2 separate regions of the Delphinus delphis genome follow, and region 2 is linked to region 1. Evidence: chromatin contacts called from public Hi-C data. All regions are on one chromosome and are shown on one strand. The core of a region is the stretch at or near the end of the contact, and the rest is flanking DNA. Distances in the headings are between cores, read along the strand shown. Region 1 holds the start of NDUFB6 (NADH:ubiquinone oxidoreductase subunit B6). Region 2 holds the start of APTX (aprataxin).

The links. A called contact is a pair of places that touch in the nucleus more often than the background predicts.
Region 2: a Hi-C map of lung shows a contact between it and region 1, with 6 times the contacts expected there. The contact joins the promoter of APTX here to the promoter of NDUFB6 in region 1. A contact is called at or near these places in 2 of 3 Hi-C or Micro-C datasets (lung and muscle).

What each region holds. Positions count from the first base shown.
Region 1 is chr6:79,624,147-79,629,069 of mDelDel1.2, forward strand. NDUFB6 (NADH:ubiquinone oxidoreductase subunit B6) reads right to left here and starts at 2,769. Exons shown (of 3, transcript XM_060014883.1): 1 at 2,454-2,769. The coding sequence starts at 2,633.
Region 2 is chr6:79,947,781-79,952,958 of mDelDel1.2, forward strand. It overlaps APTX (aprataxin), which reads right to left and starts at 2,582. Exons shown (of 9, transcript XM_060014879.1): 1 at 2,077-2,582. The coding sequence starts at 2,144.

The sequences.
Region 1 (4,923 bases), core at 1,519-4,018:
AACCAGACAGAGCACAGGAAAAGGAAATGATGACAAAGATAACCTTTATCTATTGTGAATTTTATCTTATACCAGATCTGTGCTCAAAAAAAAGGAGCAGAAATTATTTTCTCCCTTCCAACTCAGGACGCTGAGTTTGCACCAGTATTATTAGGTCAACTATATTTCTGATCATTTAAACATTGTTTCATGAGGAAATGCAATTCAAGTTGTAAACAACTAATATAAAGATCAACTTTTTGAAAAACCATACATTACCTAAGTTTCATTAAACCTTTTACCTAAAAGGATTCAAAGTAATTCAAAATCAGTTATAAGTGGCAGATTATTTCCACTAAGTAGAGCCGGGTAAGGCATTGCCACATAGGAAATAATTTTGTACAATATTAAAAATAAATTCTGAAAAATACATACTTAAAGCACACTTACATTCACATGATATTTCAGATAATAATGAATAATCCAGAAAGGGATCAGTACATGAGTAAAAGCAAAGATACTGTGTCGGTACGTCTTATAGATCTGGGGGAAAAAAAACATACACAAAATAGATATCTTATTTTTTATACATTTGTGGCAGAAAAAAAAAGCATCAGTGATATAAAAAATCACGATTATTGTAAAATCTCTAAATGCTACGTATTTCCATATAGTCTGTACACCGAATATTTTTACTAAACATAGTGCCTGCTAGGTGACACCTACAGAGTTCAAAGCAAAGGAGGCTTAAGAGAAGCAGCATTTTGCAAAACTATAGTACTGTATTTATAAATATGTTTTTTAAAAGACTTCTAAAAATATCCTTATTATAAGTTTGTTTAAGATAAAACATGGCATAAATAATGAAATAATTCTAATCAATTTAACCAGAGTAATCAGAACTACAGAATTTTCAGGTAAAGTCATTTCCCTAATTTATCAATTTCAGATATCCATAATAAACACCATTTGTATCATTCTACCTGTAGGGCAGACAACCTTGAGTGCACTAATGCTGGAAAAAGAATGTTTTACATACTGGGATAAGGGTGTTCCAAGCTCACTTTGAGGTGCCTTCAGACACAGTATTTTTAAAAAGAAAGGCAAAAGACATCTAAAAATGGAACTTTTCCATGGCAGCCAATTTGACTGAAACAGACCTATCCTGTCAGGGAAAAGACAATCTAGATTCTAAGTGTTGTAACAGATATGATTATGAAAGAAAAAGTTAACTCAAAGTAAGGTAAGACAGATTTCAACAAATGATTATTTACTTCCTTACATCACTGGCTGACGGGTGGGATGTCAACATTCAACCAGTGGCTGCCAAATCAGTTAAGTAATGCCAGAGACACAAAGGGTGAGAAGAGAGGAAAGTTCAATTAGAGTTTAATTTTACCATCATAAATAAGTATCTAATACCACTTTCTTAGAAAAATTTGCACCAGACTTTGTAGCACAATAAAATACACATGGATTTCAAAGTGAACTTCTTCAATTCCTAGCCCTGGGACCACAGGTAAATCACTGAATTCCTGCAGGTCTCCGTTTCCACATATTTAAAACGAGGATTAGGGATGGTTTCTACCTTATGGAAGTAAAAAAATAAATAAAGTAACACGTGTAAAACCCTCAGCAAAGTGCCAGGCACAAAGTAAGCACCGAAGTGTTCCTTATATTATTACCATTATTATTAGCCAAAGTTGCAAGGAATTCTGAGATACAGCATTCATCATTCATAATTGATGTGATTTAATTAACGACCTCAAGAAAATATCAGGAGACCCTGAAAATAAAGATAGCACTTGAGTGAGTGACTTTCTGCAAAGTCCAGGAATGGCATTCTTAAATGAAAGCGTGTGTTCAACGTACGTAGTAGCGGTTAAGAAAGGGGGCTCTTGAATATGACTCACTCAGCATACCAATAGGACCCCTTCTTTAATGGTCATTACATAGAGCTGTATTACCAGCTAGAGGCTCATTGTGCCTTCTGGTAGTCGAGTGCAGAGTTAGTTGGTCTCTATAATCTCAACCTCAAAAATCAGACAAGTGTCTTCAAATACTAAAATCATTGAATTTTAACTTTAGTGAATCCTTGGCCATCATTCTGAGGGAAGGTCTCCACAGTCAAAAGAGAAGCAAGCCTGCAGTGTCCTGTAAAACCCAGGCGAAGATTCGCCTCCTTCTCATCACATTTGACAGCCAAAGGACAAGACCATCCCGAAGCCATACAAGCTCCGGACTCTGACTCCTGACTCCCGACTCCCAGCCTATGATTCCTGGGACCAGTGAGCGTCCCAGCTAAACCTAAGTCTCGGTAGAATCTGATTCTCCCTTGGGGAACTACCGGAACTTTCGGGGGTGGAGCGAGTCAGTCCCTAATGTGGCTACAGTGAGCAGGCGTCCCAGCAGCCAGGCCGGGGTCCGCGACGGGGCGGGAGTCAGGGTGGGAGTGGGGGAGGGCTGTCACTCACCACGTTCTTCCAGGAGGCCCCGTCCTGCAAAAACTTATTCCAGAATTGCTCCATAGGCCACATCCTCCGCGGGGGCAGCACCGGTTCCCGGGGGCTCAGCTCCTGATCCTTCAGCCATCGCCTTCTCAGCTCTCGCAGCTGCTGCAGCCGCAATTTCTCGTCGGACGTATACCCTGACATGTCGCCGCTGATACCAAGGCAGCAGGATACGGCGCGCCCCCGAACCAGGGTCTTGTCACTTACGCGCGCACTTGCACTGCAAAGCGACCTTGCTAGGACGCCAGGGAGCGGCGCGCCGTTAGGACGTCACTCTGGTCCTGCCTCCGAGCGGCTCCAATCTGCGCGTAGTGGCTGGGCATGCGCAAAGCCCTCCACACACCTTCCGGGTTTACTGGCCCAGATTACCAGTGGCGGCAGTGATACCTCAGTTACCGGATGAGGAGGAAAGTGATGAATGAGAGAAAGTATGAGAGCTCAGAGGACTAGAGGTTCTGATAAGGAAGAACTGGTGCGCTGGGAGTTGGAAGCGTGAGAATATGTGATTCAGTGAATGTGACTTCCAAATGCAAAATTCTTCCTTTGCCTCTCCCACCTTGCAAATCCTCTTCCCGTGACCTACAGAGTCCGTGGAGACCCGTTACATCTAAGTTTAAACCCCAGACTTGTCAGTGACTGGTAAGGTGACCTTGAGCAGCTGTCTCAGTCTGTTCTTCCATCTGTACTGCAGAAGTAAAAAGAGTCTCAATATCTAGCAGAATTATACACATTCACACTTTGAGCCAGCAATCCCACTTCTAGAACTCTATCCTAAAGATATCGTGGTAAAAGTATGTGCAAGACTATTCACTGCAGCACTATATGTAATAAAATACTGGAAATTGCTCCCAAAGTTCCTCAGTAAATGGCTACTTGAATAAATTATGGTAAAATAATGCAATGAAGTGCCCTATATACAACTGGAGTGAGCTCCTGAATACATATATTGTTAATTGAAAAAAGTTGTGGAAAGAAGTGTATATAGTATACTACCTTTCATCCAAAAAGGGGAGGGTGGTAGTAATACTAAATAAGTATATATATATACATATACTATATCTAGTAATACTATATATATATATATATTTGCTTAAAGTTTAAAAATAACAAAGGAAAATTACTGATTTTTTTTAATGTTACTTGAGGAAGAGAGGAAGGCAGTAGGCTACAAGAGACAGAGATAGAACCTAAACTTCTCTGAATTTATAAAAAGCAGCCTTTAAAAATCAAAAGAAAAAATACATGGGTCTAACTGATCTGCTTGTTGGCATAATTTCAAAAACACACACCATTTCAGGTAACTTTAAACTATCAAATTACTGTACATCCATAGAGGGATATACCTCAAAGAAAAAAGAACTAAAAAAAAAGAAAAGAAAGCAGTCAAACTATTTTAACTGATCATATGGTTGGTAGTGATGGTAGTGGTGCTATTGTTAATGTGACACTGAAAATAAACATTTATGCCGGGATTTTTTTTTTTTTTTTTTTTTTTTTGCGGTACGCGGGCCTCTCCCTGTTGTGGCCTCTCCCACTGCAGAGCACAGGCTCCGGACGCGCAGGCTCAGCGGCCATGGCTCACAGGCCCAGCCGCTCCGCAGCGTGTGGGATCTTCCCGGACCGGGGCACGAACCCGTGTCCCCTGCATCGGCAGGCGGACTCTCAACCACTGCGCCACCAGGGAAGCCCTATGCTGGGACTTTTGTTGTGGGAGAAAGGAGATACAAATGTAAATTGTATGAGTTTAAGTAAAAACTCTGTAGTCCTAAATTTGGACAGGAATAAACAGTATTAACTCATGATGTATTTTATCTTTAAATAAATATATAATTTTATCTTAACTCTGCCTATGAAATGGCCTAAAAACTATGGCCAACCCAGTAACCATGAACATCTTTAGCTCCTAGATTGTGATCTCTAAATACCATTTTCCATTAAAAGGAACCAAGACTCCTTGGAGCAGCAGTTCTCAAAACATTTTGCTCCCCAAATCTCTTTAAATTCTTAAAATTGTTGAGGGCCCAAAGAGTTTTTATTTATGTGGGCTATATCTATTGATGTTGACTGAATTAAAAATCAAAACATTTCAAAATAACAAAGTATCTATTAACAAAAATTAGTGAGAAGAGTACAATTGTTTTACATTTTTGTGAATCTATTTAATGTCTGGCTTAATAAATGACAGCAGAATTCTTAGAACTGCTTCTACATTCAATCATAATATCGCACATCATGTAACCTTTGGGAAACTCTATATATTTGTGAGAAAATGAAAGTTTAAAAGGGCAAATAGCCCTTAGTATTAATATGAAAATAATTTTGACCTCACAAACCCCATGAAAGGATCACAGGGACTCCCAGGGGCTCCCAGATCACACTGTGAGAACCATAACCTTGGAGAAATAGCTAATTTCAGGTTCGAGTTAAGAAATAT
Region 2 (5,178 bases), core at 1,332-3,831, 320 kb after region 1:
GCCTAAAATGAGACCTATACATTAACTGGGTTAATTAGGTGAAAGTGGGCAGCCTAATTAGGTGAGGAGCAGGAAGAAGAGAAAGGAATCAGAGAGAAGATTCCAGTCAAAGGGAACAGCAAGGGCAGTGCACAAAGAAACAGCACAGTGCACATGAAGAAGCAGTTCAGGACTGCTGCAACCTAAGTATGAGGCAAAAAAAGAGGACGGAGATGCAGGCTGGTCCAGATGAAGCAGAGCCCTGGGTGACCAGCTGCAAAGCTCAAACGTTAGAAGCTCTAATGGATTTTGCAATTTAGTAAACAATAAATATTTGCTGAATGAGAGAAAAGATTGTATGAATGAACAGACAGATCCCCTTAAATATTATTAGCAGGACTTTGACTCAGTCAGATGTGTTTTCAAAGATCATTTGGGGGAGGAGGGTAGGTAGTGTGGAGAACAGATAACATCGGATACAGGACTAGAGGGGGGGATACCAGTTAGAAGGCCATCATATTTCAGATCAAAGAAGGTCCAAAGTAAGACAATAATAGAGATGGAAAAAAGAGCACAGATTTGAGAAATATTTAGGGGGCAAAATCAACAAGATTTAGTGATGGATGTGCTAAGAGTAAGTTCAGAGAAGACAGAATTTGAACAGTCTGTGGGACTCGCAGGCAGAGCTGTCCAGGGTAGTCAGAGGTGAGCACGAAACTCAGAGGAGATCTAAGCGGACACTTCGATTTGGGAGCATGCAGGAGGGAGTTAAAACCAAGCTAGTTGATGTGCTCACCTAGGCAGTGTGTACAGAATGAAAAGAACAATGGGCCAAAGTCACAAGCCTTGTAAACACCCAACATTTTAGGAGAGGAGGAAGAAGACTATCCACAGGAGAAATGACTGGTGAGAGAGGCACATGGAAAAACAGCCAGAACGTAAGCTCTTTAAAGGAAGGAGGCACTTTGACTTGTTCATCTCTATATCACAGTACATGTTTGTTGAATAAATCAGCTGAGTGTATTGTCCTGAGAAGCAAAGGAGTAGGGAGTGAAAGGTATCATCAAGTTTCAAAAGCAGCAAAGGAATCCAGTAATGACTGAAGAATGTCTATCTGGTTTGATAATCAATCACTAGTGACTACAGGATAAAATTTCAGGGGAATGACAGATCTGAAAGCTAGACTGCAGAAAGGAACAGCAGGTGGAGTTGGAGACAGAATTTAGAATACTCTTTTCAAAGTTTGGATGAGAGGGGAAGAGAGTTACTGGATGAGAGCCAAAGGAAGATGGATCACTAGGAACTTTTTCTTTCTTTCTGGCTTGGGAGCGTGGGGGGTGGGGTGATGACACACACACGGATATGAGAAACCTGACCTTGTTTATACATAACTGGGACATAGACAAGGGCACAAAAGACAAATGAAAACAAGGTCTCATGGGTGAAAGTATAAAAGAAAGGTCAGAAGCAAAAATAAAGGAAATTGCTTTGATCAGGAGACAGCTCATCCTCTGATACTGAAGGAAAGGTAAAGATAGGTGTAAAGCTAGATGACTGTATGAAGGGAAGGCAGAGGCAGAAATTTGAGGGAGAGCCCACCTGACAACCTCAATTTTCTCCCTAAAATAGTAGACAACAATAGAGTAAGGTGTTTGGGAACTTGATCAACAGTTGAGGAAAATCAATATAAAATAGTGGATAACATCCAAGCCTCTGAAATCCAACTGCTCAAGTTCAAATCTTGCCTCCACCACCTACGGACTGTGAGACTTGTGGCCAGTTATTTAAGCTAAGTCTTTTATTTCTTCAGCTGTAAAACGATATTAATTAGTGCTCTACACCACAGCGTTGTCACAAGGGCTAAATTAAGAAGAAAAAGTTCAGTATCTGGCAAAAAACAAGCATTCAACACTACTATCATTCTTGTTAATAGTGAAGGTAGGATGAAAGCAGGAGCTAAGGAAATGTAAAAAGATCATCCGAGAGCACAACTAAGGTGAAAGGGCACAAATCTGTTGTGTCTTCCCACGTGAAGAGTCCTGTCTCAAGTGTTCTAATGACGCCCAATATAAATCAAATTCTCAAAAGGCTCCAAACCTGGACCACATTAATTCCACATAGAAATTATATCCTTGCTTTGTTGAACCGCTATCACTGGTCTGCATGAGAAAAGGCTTGCTTCTTCTGGTCTTCGTGTAAGGCCTGTTGAGGACGCTGTGAAGGGCCCTCAAGTTCCTCTCATGGAGCGTTTCTGGAGAAAACAATGTCCTTCCTGACAGGCTGCGCCGCCTCCTTGGGTTGGACAGTGCCCATTCTCTAATCTTTCCTCTGCTTGTGTTCCAAGCTAGGTACAGGTGTCAGGGGCACAGGTGAACGAACGCGAAGTGGGACGGAGGCCAACATGAGCGCCGCCAAAACACGGCAGACGGGAAATGGGCAGCCCAGAGCCCTAGAGCCCTGGAGCCGGAGGATGCTGCAACGCCTGCCGGGAAAGAAGCCGTGAGAGCGTTATTCAGGGCACATCACCTAACAGGCAACAGCGGACCCGACCTGAGGCCCACTCCCACGGCTCTCAACCCGGCAGGCAGAAGAGGTAGGCCGATAACCGCCTTACCTAGAAACGGCGGAGGCTGACACGCTCACGTTACTCCTCCACTTCCGGCGCTGTGGGATGACGTCGCGAGACAGACTGGAGAGCAACCAGTGACTACCTGCTGACAGGATCTCGCCCGATGCCCGGATCCGGAAGTGCCCGCCCCACTTGGACCTGTATTGGGCCACGGTCCAAGTTTGGATCTTGGCAGTTATCCCAAAGAGGACGAGCTTTCTCAGCATCTGTCTATGCGAGAGCTGCTACCCCATCACCACCTCTTAGTTTCTGAAATGGGAGAGTCTTCAGGCTGCTCTTCTCTCGGTGGCCGTTTCTAGGCAGCCGTCCAGCCTCTGACATTCCCTTCATAAGGAAAAGCTCACTACTTTTAAGGCCACCTTTTGCGCTGTAGACAGTAGCTGCTTGTGGCCGCCCCCTTTCAAAGCTACAATCTGCTTTCTCCTATTCTGGGGTAGAAAGGACTGGAGGGGAGAAACCTTAGCGGAGAAACCTGCTAAGATTTTTTAATGCTGTCTTCAGTAAATGAACTGGCTGAGGGGCAGTCAGGGAGGGGAGAAGCAGGATGCTGGAATGAAATGTGTTTACCGATTTTTACGGCAATTCCAGGATGTTCCCTAAGAGTCATATATTGCAATTATTCGAAGGCATTCTGGCAGATGGAAAAACTCCTCTCTCATTTGGAATATTGTTTCCTTCCAAAGAAAAGCAGAGACTCAATGGTATGATGGCGATATCAGAGCTATAAAAACAGAGTGGGAGGATCTTCCAGGAAACACGGAAGGGAGACTTGGCAGTTGTTAGCAGAGAAGATGCAGGTTTATATTAGGGTCACACCAGTAAGTGGAGGAGCACAGGAAGCTTCTCAGCAGCCACGCAGGCCTCATGGCAGTAGAATGTGGTTCACATTGCTCGAGGTAAAGAGTGGCTGTTCTGGTGACCTGACCAGTTATTTCCTCAGAATTAAGCTTCTCTTAGCCTCTACTTCAACCTGACCTGCCTATGTTGTGTCTTGCATTCAAAACTGGATTGGATTATTCTAATTGGATTATTCAACATATATTGTGCAAAATTGGGCAGCCTATTAGGTCTAGTTGGATTATTCAACATATACTGTGCAAAAATGTCCAGCCTATTAGGTCTAGCCATTTCTCTATAGCATACTACCGGCCCAAGAAGCAGGGTCACATGGCATAATGCACGGCTTCGGGGCATGGCAGGCACAAAATTCTCAAGGACTCCAAAGCCAAAGATTTATCACAAACACATATATAGAGATTAATAGAGAATAAGCCTGTGGTATTATCTAATGCAGTAGCCCTCAAAATATAATCCTTAGATCAGTAGGAGTAGCCTCAAAACACTTGGGAACTTGTTAGAAATGCAAATTCTCAGTCCTCACCCCAGGCTTACTAATTCAGAAACTCTGGGGGGCGAGGCCCTGCAATATGTTTAACAAGCCCACCAGGTTATCCTAATATTGTACATGCTTAGATTTGAAATTCATTGATGGAAGGCAAAGGCTTCAAACCACACTGTGATAAATGTGTTTTGTTAGTATACTCAGAGTTTTGGAGTTTTTTTGTTTGGTTTGCTTTTTTCAAATAAAATTTTTTTTTCAATTTTTAATTGTGGCAAAATACAAATAACATAAAACTTACCGTCTTAACTGTTTTTAAGTGTATAGTTCAGTAGTGTTAAGAATATTCACATTGTAGTAAAATCTATCTCCAGAACTTTTTTTTTTGGCTGCGTTGGGTCTTTGTTGCAGCGCACAGGCTTTCTCTAGTTGCCGCAAGTGGGGGCTACTCTTCGTTGCAGTGCACGGGCTTCTTATTGCGGTGCCTTCTCTTTTTGCAGAGCACGGGCTCTAGGCACGCGGGCTCAGCAGTTGTGGCGCACGGGCTTAGTTGCTCTGCGGCATGTGGGATCTTCCCGGACCAGGGCTCGAACCCGTGTCCCCTGCACTGGCAGGCGGATTCTTAACCACTGCACCACCAGGGAAGCCTCCCAGAACTTTTTAATCTTGCAAAACCAAAACTCAAACAACTCCCCATTTCCCCCGCCCCCAATCCCTGGCAACCACCACCATTCTACTTTAAGTTACAATGAGTTTGACCACTCCAGATACCTCATGTAAGTGAAATCATACAGTATTTGTCTTTTTGTGACTGGCTTATTTCACTTAGCATAATGTCCTCAAGGTTAATTCACTTGTAAGTGTCAAAACCTCTCTCCTTTTCAAGGCTAAAAAACATTCCATTGCATGTATACACCACACTATTCCTCTGCTTCCACCTTTTGGCTATTATGAATAATGCTGCTGCGAACATCGTTGTACAAGTATCTCTTTGAGATCTTGCCTTCAATTATTTTGTATATATACCCAAAATTGGGATTGCTGATTCATAATTCTGTTTTTAATATTTTAAGGGACCACCTACTGTTTTCCATAGCGGCTGCACCATTTTACATTCCCACCAGCAGTGTACAAGGGTTCCAATTTCTCCACATTCTTGCCAACACTTGTTATTTTCTTATTTCGGTTTTTTTTCTTTTAATAGCAGTCCTCCTAATGGGTGTGAGGTAAG